Regions from separate parts of the Triticum aestivum genome. Here region 1 is linked to region 2. The links are chromatin contacts, called in public Hi-C maps. All regions are on one chromosome and are shown on one strand. Each heading gives the region's core, a stretch centred on a gene start, on an enhancer-like site or on the middle of the called end of the contact. The rest is flanking DNA. Distances are from core to core; before and after follow the strand shown. Region 1 holds the start of LOC123065533 (pathogen-associated molecular patterns-induced protein A70-like). Region 2 holds the start of LOC123070377 (V-type proton ATPase subunit B 2).

Region 1 (6,925 bases), core at 4,342-6,841, 550 kb before region 2:
TAGATGAAAGATATGTAGCACCGATGTTGTCACACCAAAGAACTGGAGGACGAGCTGGAGCGACTCTCAACTCCCTTAATAGAGACTGTACCCATATGATCTCAGCAGTTGCATCAGCAACCGCTTTATACTCAGCTTCAGTACTGCTGCGAGACACTGTTGCTTGCTTGCAAGCATTCCAGGCGATCAAGTTAGAACGCAGGAATACTGCATAACCCCACGTGGATCGCCTGTCATCAGGACTACCAGCCCAATCTGCATCTGAAAAAGCTGAGAGCTCACAAGACGGCGCAGGCTGAAAAAGCAAACCATAGGAGGCAGTAAGACATATATAACGCAAAATACGCTTCACAGCTGACCAATGGGACGTCCTGGGTGCATGAAGGTACTGACACACACGGTTGACTGCATAAGAGATATTCGGCCTGGTAATAGTAAGGTATTGCAGACCACCAACGAGAATGCGATACTCTGTAGCATCATCAGGTGAAAGAAGGTCTCCATCAAGAGTAGATAGCTGATCAGTGGTAGACATCAGAGTGATATCATGTTTGCATTTTAGTTCCAGCACGCAACAAGTCCAAAGAATACTTCTTCTGAGTAAGAGTCAACCCAACAGAAGACCGTGAAACCTCCAGACCAAGGAAAAAATGCAGAGCACCTAAATCCTTGACAACAAAGTCACCACTCAAGGCAGTCACAAGACGATCAGCAGTAGCGTCGGAGGAACTGATGAGGATGATATCATCAACATAAACCAATAGATACATCGTAACCCCAGGACATTGAAGGAGAAACAGGGACGTGTCAGCAGTGGAGGGAGTAAACCCAAGAGCACGGAGAACAGAACCGAGGCGGGCATGCCACGCACGAGGAGTCTGTTTGAGTCCATACAGTGCCTTAACCAGACGACAGAGATGATGAGGACATGCAGGATCAACAAAACCAGGCGGCTGACGCATATAAACCTCCTCCTCCAGAATGCCATGTAGGAAAGCGTTCTATACATCGAGCTGACGAAGAAACCATCCGCAAGTAACAACGAGAGACAGCAGCAGACGAATGGTAGTAGGCTTAATAACTAGACTGAACGTGTCTTCATAATCAAGACCATACCTTTGTCTGAAACCCTTAGCGACTAGCCGCGCCTTGTAGCGTTCTATAGAACCATCAACACGTCTCTTGACTTTAAAAACCCACTTGGAATCAATTACGTTGACGCCAGACACTGGAGGAACAAGTTGCCAAGTATTATTTTTTTGTAAAGCCTGAAACTCCTGTTCCATTGCAGCACGCCAGTGAGGAATGCTCAGTGCAGCCTGTAAGTGACGAGGCTCTGCAGTCGGGTCGGCAACAGTATGAGCCATGCAAGCAGCGAGCCATGCGACAGTCCCATCCTTTCGTTCCTTTGGACGAAAAATACCAGATTGACTGCGTGTTCGAGGACGAAGGGCAACTGCAATAGGCTGTGATGGCAACGCCGGGTTCGGCACATGTGACAGCCACGAGGCTAAGGCACCCAACGATCTCGCGCTAGAACTCCCTAGCGCCGGGGAGGCCGGTGGCGTCGAGCTGGGCGAGGCCAGCCCACTGGAGGCCGAGACGGGACCTGCCGGTGCAGGCGACTAGACCTCTGGGCCAGGCGAAGCGGCAATTGGCCCAGGCGGAGGGACCACCAGGTCTGGCGAGGTCGTCGTCGGGCCGGGCGAGGCGGCAACCGGCCTAGGCGAGGCGACCAGCAGGTCGAGCGAGGCCATCGTCGGGTCGGGCGAGACCAGCGCCCGCGGGGCAGCCTCCACGGGCGGAGTGGTGGCGGGTTGACGGGCGCCACCCGACATGCATGGCCCATGCATGGGTGCAACGTCCCGGTCACGAGCTTCATCCGTCGCTTGTTCATCGAGGAGCTCGAGGCGAGGGACGCGTCCAATACCTGCAACATGATTAGGAAGCAACACAGGAGCATATGCAACATCCACAAATTGACCAGGCGAAGGTATGGACGTGTGAACAAGTGGTGTAGGAGTGGTAGAGTTCGCCGGAAGTGCACGAAAGGGGAACACATTTTCATCAAATACAACTTCATGAGATATGTAGACGCGATTTGTGGGAACATGTAGTCACTTATACCCTTTGTGAAGGGAACTATACCCGAGAAAAACACATTTCTTAGACCGGAACTTTAGCTTATGCTTGTTATACGGACGTAGGTGAGGCCAACACGCACACCCGAACACCTTGAGGAATGTGTAGTCTGGAAGTTCATTGAGCAAGAGTTCAAGCGGGGTTTGCATTTTCAGAAGTCATAAGGGAAGCCTATTTATCAAAAAACAGGTTGTGGAAAAAGCATCACTCCAGAACCGGAACGGAACGGAGGCATGAGCGAGCAAGGTAATGCCAGTTTCTACAAGGTGACGATGCTTACGTTTAGTGGTTCCATTCTACTGATGTGTATGAGGACAAGACACACGATGCGAAATCCCAAGTTTGTTAAAAAACAAGTTGAGGTTGTGGTATTCACCCCCCAATCGGATTGAACATGAATGATTTTCTGCTTAAGGAGACACTCAATGTGTGCTTGAAACTAAATGAAAACATCGAACACATCAGACTTGCACTTAATAAGATACAGCCAAGTAAACCGACTATAAGCATCAATAAAACTGACATAATAATTGTGACCACTAACAGATGTTTGGGCATGACCCCATATATCAGAAAACACAAGCTCAAGAGTATGTTTCACAACACGACTAGACTCTGAAAACGGAAGTTGACGACTCTTGCCCTACTGATAGGCATCACAGATAGTTTCAGCAGTTTTATTGGACACAACTAGTAGTTCATGCCGATGCAACACATGACGAACTATAGAAGCAACAGGGTGACCAAGGCGCGCATGCCAGTGCGTAGGTGACACACGAACACCGCTGAACACCTGAGGAGAAGACTGCATGGAAGGTGTGGGCGGCGAGTCAAGTGCATATAGGCCATGGCGAAGACGACCGCTAAGCAGAACGTCCCTCGTGTACCGGTCCTTGATAAAGAAACAAAAAGGATGAAACTCAGCAAGGACATTATCATCATGAGTAAGTTGAGGAATAGACAAGAAACTATGCGTAGCAGAGGGAACTCGAAGAACGTTTGAAAGATGCAGTTTGCGAAAATTGCATGCAAGGAGAGAGGCCTGACCAACATGGGAGATGCGCATACCTGCTCCATTGGCCGTGTGCACCTGATCATGGCCACGATATGGTTCCTGAGTAGAGAGCTTGCCCGTCTCGCTGGCGAGGTGGTTGGTAGCTCCCGTGTCCATATACCACGTAGGATCAATGGAGTAGGACGGAGTGTGGCCGTGATCATGACTCATCACCGCGGCAGCAACCTGCTTATCATTCCCTTTGCCATTGTTTCCTAGGCCTAGAAAATCTTGCTTGAAGCGACGATGACAGCGGGAGGTAATGTGGCGCTCAATACCACACAACTGCTTGCTGAGCACCGCAACAGGGACAACACACAACCGGACGGTTGCCGCCGGTGATGGAAGGCACCGCACCCTGCGGAGCCGACTGAGGCGAGGCCGCTGTTTTACCACCAAGCGGCAACGGCTTCTGGGGTTTGCCGCGAGTCGCGGCGTTGGCGGAGGCGAAGCTCGGGGAGACACGACGCGCCTTGATGCGCTGTTCACGGTCGAGAAGGCGCGCATAGAGCTCGCGAGGCGGGAGCGGATCATCACGACCATGGACGTTCTCAATGAGATTGTCATAGTCATCATCAAGCCCGTTAAGCACAAAGCTGGTGAAGTCCTCATCCTGAAGCGGCTGACCAACGGAGGCCAACGTGTCAACGAGGCCGGTCATCTTGTTAAAGTAGTCCGTGATGCTGAGGTTGCCAAGCTTGGTCTCGCCCAGCTCGGTGCGTATAGAATGAGCATGCGCCTGAGACTGGGAGGCAAAGCTAGCGTGAAGCGCCGCCCACGCCTCCCGGGACGTAGCGGCGAAGATGACCAACGACAAAACGCTCGGAGTGAGCGAAGACTGGATAGCGGAGAGGATGGCCTGATCCTGGGCCACCCATGTGTGGTACGCCGGATGATGAGGAGGCGGACACGGAATGGATCCGTCAAGATAGCCCTCCAAGTAGCGGCTCCGCAGAAGAGGCAACACCTGAGCACGCCACGACAAGTAGTTGTCCGGCGCAAGCTTCACGGGCAGCAGATGCGAGAAGTAAAACGGCGACGACACTGCCGCCTGATCAGCATGAGCGTGCGTCAGTGCGTAAAGGCCCATCGACGGAGCCGTCTCGCAATGAGCAGCAGGCACCGAATATGGTGGGTAGGGGCCAGGGGAACCAGCCGCTAGGGCGCCGTAGTTCGTCGCGACCGGGGCCCCATACGGCGAGGCGGCCGCGGCCCCATGGGGCGGCTACGATGGCGCCGGGTAGAGTTGAGGTGGCAGCGCCGTGTAGGGGTGCCGCGGAGGCGCCGAGTAGGGTTGCGGCGGCGGCGCACCGTAGGGTTGCCGAGGGGGCGGCACGCCGTAGGGCGGCACCGGCCAGGACGACGGCGGCGGCGGTCCACCATGGGCCGACGCAGGGGCGCCACACGAAGGAGGGCCGACGCCGTAGGTCGACGCAGGAGGAGCACCATAGGGCGCTGCGATCTCCGTCGAGGCAGCGGGATCACCGTGGACACCCAATCCAATCAGGGACCCTGGCGGCGGCAGGGCACCATAGGCCGCCACAAGGGGCCGCGAGGCGAGGAACGACGATGTAGGAGAAGGGCCGGCGCAACGGGCGCGACGGCGGCGCCGGTGGAGGCAGCGAAAGGCATCATAACCTAAACTGATACCATGTAAAACATAGGATTTGGAAAACTGGCCGAAACCTTAAACGGGGTGTGGCTATCTCATTATATAGAATACCAAGGGGTACAATATAATGTATATACAGAGGCTACATACATATAGTCTAACAATGCATATGTTGATCTGTACTGGAATCAGTCGACTCTTTGAAAATAGTCAATCTAGCTCAGAGGGTGTTTGGATACTTTCTAGTCATGTGACTAGTAGTAGTCAGACTAGAAGTTTTTAGTCAGGTCCTGTTTGGAAGGTGACTACTACTAGTCAACATTAAATGTCTCAGTATTAAATGTCCCTTGTGCAACACCAATTAGAGAAGAGAGAGGGGGACTTTAGTCAGTAAAAGTCAGGGGTGTTTGAAGGTTTACTGACTAAAGGTGACTACTACTAGTCTCTAGTCAGTAAAAGTTAGGGGTGAGGTGACTAGGGACTAAATTAGTTTTAGTCACCCACTAGTTAGGAGTGTTTGGAGGTTTACTGACTAAAGGTGACTACTACTAGTCACTAGTCTCTAGTTTCTAATGATCCAAACATCCTCTCAATGATCGGGAGATGTGGATTGACGAGCTAGAGTGCTATGATGAAACGCAAGGGGCGACGCGATGCTCAATGGTGGGCCACAGCAGCTTGCATTGAATTTAGCTCATGGGTCTAGGGATCTCCAACCTGGCACGGTCCATGGTCGGCTACGGGTGCACGAGGAGGCGGCATTCTTGTACACACGGTTTCTCCCTCCCGAGCAGGCATTCCCACGCTCCACCACCGGGCACCGGCCTCCGCGCGCCGCGTGGCCTCCGACTTCTCCTCGTATATGTATTCCCTCGCCGGGCAGCCAAGCAGGCAAACGAAGCATCAACACACCGACGTCTCCTACCTGGCTTGGCTACCTCCGCACCAGTTCGCTCGTCTCCTCACCGATCCTCGCCGCGGCGCCAGCTCTGCTACATGGACGCCCCGGACGTGACGCCGGCGTGGTCTCTGGTCCGCGGCTACTTCTCCCCTGCGACGCTCTTCCTCCTCCTCAACGTCGTCATCGGCACCATCGCGCTCACCTCCCGCTTCCACCGCCGCCGCCACGACCACCACGGCGACGACGACCGCCACCACCAGCAGCACCAGCACAAGGACCACGACGACCGGTACGCCCCTCCCCCACCTCCGGCCCCGCTGGCGCGCACGTCGTCCGTGATGGAGCGCCTGCGCTCCCTCGGCCTCTACCGCTTCCGCTCCGGCGACTTCCCTCCCGAGTACAACTACAACCACTCCGCGGCCGGCAACGTCGGAGGCGACGACGACGAGGGCAGCACGCAGCAGTACAGCAGGAGCCGGTCTGAGCCGGCCGCGAGGAAGCCGGCGAGCAAGACGGGCAACGAGGCGGAGAAGGCGGCCAGGGCGAAGGTGGCGAAGAAGCCGGTCACGGAGGTGAGGAGGCTGGAGCGCGCCCCGGTGCCGGCGCCGGCACGGCTGGTGCAACGCGCGCCGAGGGCTCCTGCGGCTCGCGCGGTGCTGACGGAGGCGAGGCGGCAGGACGCAGGGGCGCCGGAGGCCGCGTGCGTGGACGAGAGGGCGGACGACTTCATCAACAAGTTCCGGCAGCAGCTGCAGCTGCAGAGGCTCAACTCGCTGCTCAACTACAAGGAGATGCTCAACCGCGGCGCGTAGCCTCCCGCCCGCCCGGTCGCCGGCACGCGGAGCAGATGCAGATCAGCTTGTGCGGGGTTCGATCTTCGATTAGCTACTAGCTAGTGGTCTTGCCGTCTGTTCATTGGATTGTTGACTTGTTGTGTAGTTGTGCCGTGTATGAGTCGCTGCAGGTTAATTTGGATCCTGCTAACGTTACAGAAGAAGCTTCCATTTCCTCTCTTAGATCCGTTTGTCCGGTTAATCTAAACAAAACTCGTACGTATACATGGGAATGGAGGCGTGGGAGAAGAGCAAAGAATCCAACTGCTCCAGCCTGTTTGTGTGATTTCCTACGATGAACACGCCAATTCGCATATTTCAAAAAGCAAAACGTAAAATATAGGACATCTTGCAAAAAGGAGCCTGGGTGAGGGACGAAAAGA
Region 2 (6,783 bases), core at 2,030-4,529:
AACAACGGAAAAGTAAATAAGCGAGAACCAGTATATGGAAAACTCGTAGGCACCGGATCAATGATGGATAATTATGCCGGATGTGGTTCATCATGTAACAGTCATAACATAGGGTGACACAGAACTAGCTCCAGTTCATCAATGTAATGTAGGCATGTATTCCGAATATAGTCATACGTGCTTATGGAAAAGAACTTGCATGACATCTTTTGTCCTACCCTCCCGTGGCAGCGGGGTCCTATTGGAAACTAAGGGATATTAAGGCCTCCTTTTAATAGAGAACCGGAACAAAGCATTAGCACATAGTGAATACATGAACTCCTCAAACTATGGTCATCACCGGGAGTGGTTCCGATTATTGTCACTTCGGGGTTGCCGGATCATAACACATAGTAGGTGACTATAGACTTGCAAGATAGGATCAAGAACTCACATATATTCATGAAAACATAATAGGTTCAGATCTGAAATCATGGCACTCGGGCCCTAGTGACAAGCATTAAGCATAGCAAAGTCATAGCAACATCAATCTCAGAACATAGTGGATACTAGGGATCAAACCCTAACAAAACTAACTCGATTACATGATAAATCTCATCCAACTCATCACCGTCCAGCAAGCCTACAATGAAATTACTCACGCACGGCGGTGAGCATCATGAAATTGGAGATGGAGGATGGTTGATGATGACGACGGCGACGAATCCCCCTCTCCGGAGCCCCGAACGACTCCAGATCAGCCCTCCCAAGAGAGATTAGGGCTTGGCGGCGGCTCCGTATCGTAAAACGCGATGATTTCTTCTCTCTGATTTTTTTCTCCCTGAAAGCCAATATATGGAGTTGGAGTTGGCATCGGAGGGCCACCAGGAGGCCCACGAGGTAGGGGGGCACGCCCAGGAGGGGCGCCCCCCACCCTCATGGACAGGGTGTGGGCCCCCTGGTCTTCATCTTTTGCGAGGATTTTTTATTAATTATCCTAAGACATTCCGTGGAGTTTCAGGTCATTCCGAGAACTTTTATTTTCTGCACAAAAACAACACCATGGCAATTCTGCTGAAAACAGCGTCAGTCCGGGTTAGTTCCATTCAAATCATACAAGTTAGAGTCCAAAACAAGGGCAAAAGTGTTTGGAAAAGTAGATATAACGGAGACGTATCAATCATGTACTCCTATATATATGCCCACGAGGCTCAAGCAATACAACGAACAATTCCACAAATTCCTCTCTAATCCCTTCTAACATCGAACCCATAGGGTCCGCACGCTTAACGTTCGATGACGATATGTATTATGAGTTATGTGTTTTGATGACCGAAGTTTGTTCGGAGTCCCAGATGAGATCGCGGACATGACAAGGAGTCTCGAAATGGTCAAGACATAAAGATCGATATATTGGAAGGCTATATTCGGACATCGGAAAGGTTCCGAGTGATTCTGGTATTTTTCGGAGTACCGGGGATTTACGAGAATTCACCGGGAGAAGTAATGGGCCTTATTGGGCTTTAGTGGAGAGAGGGGAGAAGGGCCAAGAGGTGGCGCGCGCCTCCCCCCTGCCCAAACTGAATTGGACAAGGGGTGGGGGCGCAGCCCCCTTTCCTTCTCCCTCTCTCTCTCTTTCCTTCTCTCCTACTCCGAATAGGAAAGGGAATCCTACTAGGACTTGGGAATCCTAGTAGGACTCCCTATGCTTGGCGCGCCCCCTAGGCCGCCCGCCTCCTCCCTCCCTCCTTTATATATGGGGGAGGGAAGCATCCCAAGGATACACAAGTTGATCAAGTTCATCTTTTAGCCGTGTGCGGTACCCCCCTCCACAGATTTCCACCTCGGTCATATCGTCGTAGTGCTTAGGCGAAACCCTGGCACCGGTAACTTCATCATCACCGTCACCACGCCGTCGTATTGACAGAACTCTCCCTCGGCCTCAGCTGGATCTAGAGTTCGAGGGACGTCACCGAGCTGAATGTGTGCAGATCGCGGAGGTGCCGTGCGTTTGGTACTTGATCGGTTGGATCGCGAAGATGTTCGACTACATCAACCGTGTTACATAATGCTTCCGCTTTTGGTCTACGAGGATACGTGGACACACTTTCCCCCGTTACTATGCATCACCTAGATAGATCTTGCATGATCATAGATTTTTTTTTTGAAATTACTGTGTTCCCCAACATATGGCATCCCAATTGATTTGCTAAATGGACCCTGCCCAAAGTTACTATCAGAGGACAACTTTGTGCAATAAATTGGGCCCTGTCATTTTTTTATGCAAGCATGTTGATCCTATTCCGGACTACACGTCAAAAGCTCTGTCGACATTCATAAAACAAAACCCCTTTATCCTCTTGCACCATGTATTCTTCATGGGCTACATTTTTTATTCAGGGCACCACACACCACATCATTGAACTGAAGAACTACACCAGGGTAATGAAATGTTCTTGGTCATCACGGTTGGCGGCAAAATTTATAGCAGTAGGTAGCCAAGACCCTAGGGTAAGGAAGTGTTCTTGGTCACCACCCCTGTAGATCTCGTCAAGGTTCACGTCGGTGCTTCTTTCGATGAAGACAATCTGAAGGGAACCATTGGAATTGTTGTCCGTGACAAGAAAGAAAAGTTTATTGTCGCAAAGGATTCAAATATAGCACTAGTTCATAATGTCCTACCAGCTCAAGCATTTGCGCTCAAGAAGGTTTGTTACTTGCCGAATCTTCGGGCTACGATAGAATTGTCGTCAGTTCACACATGGAGCTTATCAACATTTTGAATGAAGATACCCCAGAAGTGGGAATTGCGGCGACAATGTTTAATGATCACGACTGCTTCCGTTCCATAACTCTTGTCGTGGTTTATGTTCATGGTGCAATCATGCGGAGATAAATGCGATAAATGCTTGCTCGAAGACTATGAAGAGTGCTTTTATATCCATCCAGGAAGGCATGCCAATTTTGAAGCCCACAATTTGGATAAATTTGATTTACAGGATGCCATACTTAACTGATTGGGCCGTATGATCATGCACTGATTTCTGTAAACTTATTATATCAGTCAGTTAAAACTTGCCAGAGTTTTTCGGAAAAAAGAAAAGAAAAACCTGAATAGGCCTGAATCAAGAAGGAAGGAATCCTTTCCGGTCTTCCCGACAGCTCTGCTACACGTGGGCAACGTGACCCGCTCGACTTCTACTCCAGGAGCTTCCCCTCGGCGGGACCCACTCCAGCAGCTAGATCGCGTCGATCTGCACCGTCCACTACAACCTATCGCACCACGCGGACGGCCCAGATCTTACCAGATCCCGGATCAGAGAACGTCGCTAGACAAAGCCGCTAATCAAAATCAAATCGCATCGCCACAGCCCGGGGGAACGACACATCGTGGGCGATCCTTTGAAGCCCCCCACAGGCGACAGCCAAGCTCCGCCGCGGCCTGCGCTTCCGATCGAATCCGAGGTACGCGCCCGCTGCTCGGATCTCGCCCTCCACCCTCGTCCTCCTCCTCCGCGCTCGATCGGTTCGGCACGCTTAAGCTTGCGCGCGCGCTAGAGATTTGCTCATTTGAGTTGCTCGTAGGAACGAGCAGGCCGGTGGCACCGGGTTGCGATTCTGTGTTGCAAATCGGCTCCGCTGTGCGCAGGTTTTCAGGCTTTCGTACATTTTTCGCCCGGTTCTTTATCTTCCTCTTGTGCTCTGCTCGCGCCCGCGCGTGCAGTTTGTGATGTCTCTGGTCTGGAGTTCGGTCATCGGATCAACCGATGTAGAAGTATGTAGACTAGTCAACGACAAGGTGAGGGAGGGACGGATTTGTCAGGGTGTGTTGTCTCTAGGAACAACCAATGTAAGGCCGAGATTTTGCTAGCTTTTTGTGTTTGGTTTGGTGTTCTGAAACTGTGCCTTTTACTGAGCTCGGTGCGTAAAAACTATTTCTCATGTATGTGAAATTCGAGCTAGTGATGTCGAGTTAACCTTTGTTTCTGAAGTACCATTTTCCAGTAAGCGGCACTTCATAATTGGCTTCTATGTTCCCCATGTAATCGAAAGCTTAACTTTGTCAGGATATTGTTGATATTTTTTATTCAAACAGTATTATCTAGCTTATACTTCCCAGAGTACACGATTTAACTGACAGGTGTATTAGATCATGACTCCAGTGTTTTATATGCCCGACAGCTTTATTAATCAATTTCCCTAGAGCACTGTGTGAAATGAAAAGATACAACCGTCAATAAGCAATTTTACTAATTGAATTAGCATATGATAGTCTTCTAGGGATTTCTTTGGTTTGCAATGCATTTTGTTAACTTAGTCTACTCTGTTAATGTTGGTATATCAGGCTTCCTCTAGATTTCAAAAACATGGTGGTTGCAAATGGCAATGTCGACATGGAGGAAGGAACCCTTGAGATCGGGATGGGTATGGATTTTCTATTTATCTCCATATGAGTATCTTCACATCACTGATAATCTGGTAAAGATAATGCACACTTTCTAACAGTTCTCTTTGTATTGCAGAGTACAGGACAGTTTCTGGAGTTGCTGGTCCTCTTGTGATTCTTGATAAAGTGAAGGTATACTCATTTCACACTGTTTTTTCGTGATTTAATTGATAATATTTTTTGATCCTGAAGCTGTCATTTTAGGGGCCTAAATACCAAGAAATCGTCAACATACGATTGGGAGATGGCACAACTAGGCGTGGTCAGGTGCTTGAAGTTGATGGAGAGAAAGCTGTGGTTCAGGTATATATATTAGTGTGATAGTCATAGCGGCACGAAAAATGAAGAACACATTACTTTTGTTCAGAAGTTTTCAATTCATCGCCTATTGATGGGATCTTTTATTCAAATCTATTTATGGTATATTTTCATTGGAAACAGAGATGCCTTATATGGTTTATCTCATGTGTTAGAAAACCTCCAAAACTAAGATCATTTGCTGTCTGTAGTCATAACTTTCTTGGTCATACTGGAAACAATTATGCAATATTCCTATCACATTATCTCAATTTAAGCATCATTTGACAGTTAGTTGTCTTTGTCTTTTCATCGTCTTCAGTTCACCTCCGACATTGAGATGAATTCAAACTCCGATTATATGTGAATGTACAGTTTTTCCTTTTCTACCTGCCTTTCTTTCATTGTTCATGAAACTTGAGAAAATCACTCGCAGGTTTTTGAGGGAACTTCCGGTATTGACAACAAATATACAACTGTGCAATTCACTGGTGAGGTAATATTGATTTCCCCTGAGACTTGCGCTCACATGTAGCAGTTAAGATGCTCTTTTGCACTACTCATAAATTGGTGTCAATGGATATTTTTCTGTTTAATCGTCTACGGTTGAGTGGTCTTTGTGCTATTGCTTAAATTTTTTGAAAGAAAATTTGTTTGCATTTTTGCTCATTTATATCTCTTTTTTTTTTGCATTTTAAAGGTTCTAAAAACTCCAGTGTCACTGGATATGCTTGGACGCATTTTCAATGGTTCTGGGAAACCTATAGATAATGGCCCACCAATTTTACCAGAGGCATACCTGGATATTTCTGGTAAGAGTTAGCTGGGTTCAAATATGCAGAAGATTTCAGGCTACATACAATTTGATTCAGAATTGTTTTGTTATTAATCTCATACAGGAAGTTCTATCAATCCCAGCGAACGGACATACCCTGAAGAAATGATTCAGACTGGCATATCTACAATTGATGTCATGAATTCTATCGCTCGTGGTCAGAAGATCCCTCTGTTCTCCGCTGCAGGTCTGCCACACAATGAAATTGCTGCTCAGATTTGCCGTCAGGCTGGGCTAGTAAAGCGTAAAGAGAAGACTGATAATATCTTGGAGGTATATATAAAGCCAAAACAAGTATTTGATGCCCACAGTATTTATCTATTAAAATTATTTGGATAACTCTCAGAAGTAGCCAGAAATAATTATAATGAAGCTGAAGCTGAAATAACTAACTGTTGAGGGCTGTTTGCTCCATCAACCAGGCTTGTACACTGATATGTGAACTTTTCTATGGACCATCCAAACCTTTCTCCCCCGTACTAAAATGTTCTACACACACTCGAAGTGATTAGTTTTGGATGAGTTTGATGGGAAAAAAATATCTACCTAATATGGCATCACACGTTGTTGGCCCATTATTGTTCATTTATCATTCTGGGTGCTGTAGCCATCAATGCGTGATGCTTGCAGTAGGCAACTCTATATGTTAATCCGTATCCTCTTGGGATGGCCAGCGAATCATAGTTTACAACATGGACTTGCAATACATTGTTATTTTCTGTGGTCTTTGTTCTAACTTCGAAGAAGTAGGTACTTGTATTGTGTACAATCTTGGTCTGGTTTACATGGCGCAGTGATGAAGTACTCCCCACTTGTGCCAAGAGGTCTCTGCATTGCACTGTGCAGGGGTAAGGCTTGCCTCGTATAATTCTTCCCCATACCCCCACCTGGTGTGGGAGCTTCTAGCACTGTGCCTGTCATTGGTCTGGTTTACATGGCAAAGTTAAGTGTGCAAGTTATAATAATTATAATTTAATTAACAGTATCTATTAATTCGTATAATTCTCAGTTACATTGATTTATTCCGAACATCCTATCTAGTTTTTTCTCCATGCTAGATCATTAGTTTGACATTCACGCATCTGCTACAATTGTTGTAGAATGCCGAGGAGGACAATTTTGCTATTGTGTTTGCAGCTATGGGAGTAAACATGGAAACAGCACAATTTTTCAAGCGTGATTTCGAGGAGAATGGTTCAATGGAGAGAGTTACCTTATTTCTTAA

What was found. Hi-C and Micro-C count contacts between places; a contact is called where the count stands out from the background.
Region 1: a Hi-C map of leaf shows a contact between it and region 2, with 2.8 times the contacts expected there. The contact joins the promoter of LOC123065533 here to the promoter of LOC123070377 in region 2. A contact is called at or near these places in 2 of 5 Hi-C or Micro-C datasets (both in leaf).

What each region holds. Positions count from the first base shown.
Region 1 is chr3B:463,437,804-463,444,728 of IWGSC CS RefSeq v2.1, reverse strand. LOC123065533 (pathogen-associated molecular patterns-induced protein A70-like) reads left to right here and starts at 5,591. Exons shown (of 1, transcript XM_044488792.1): 1 at 5,591-6,750. The coding sequence starts at 5,805. The coding sequence ends at 6,521.
Region 2 is chr3B:462,888,949-462,895,731 of IWGSC CS RefSeq v2.1, reverse strand. LOC123070377 (V-type proton ATPase subunit B 2) reads left to right here and starts at 3,279. Exons shown (of 15, transcript XM_044493571.1): 1 at 3,279-3,444; 2 at 4,325-4,404; 3 at 4,503-4,558; 4 at 4,631-4,729; 5 at 5,160-5,219; 6 at 5,424-5,535; 7 at 5,623-5,831; 8 at 6,659-6,783. The coding sequence starts at 4,347.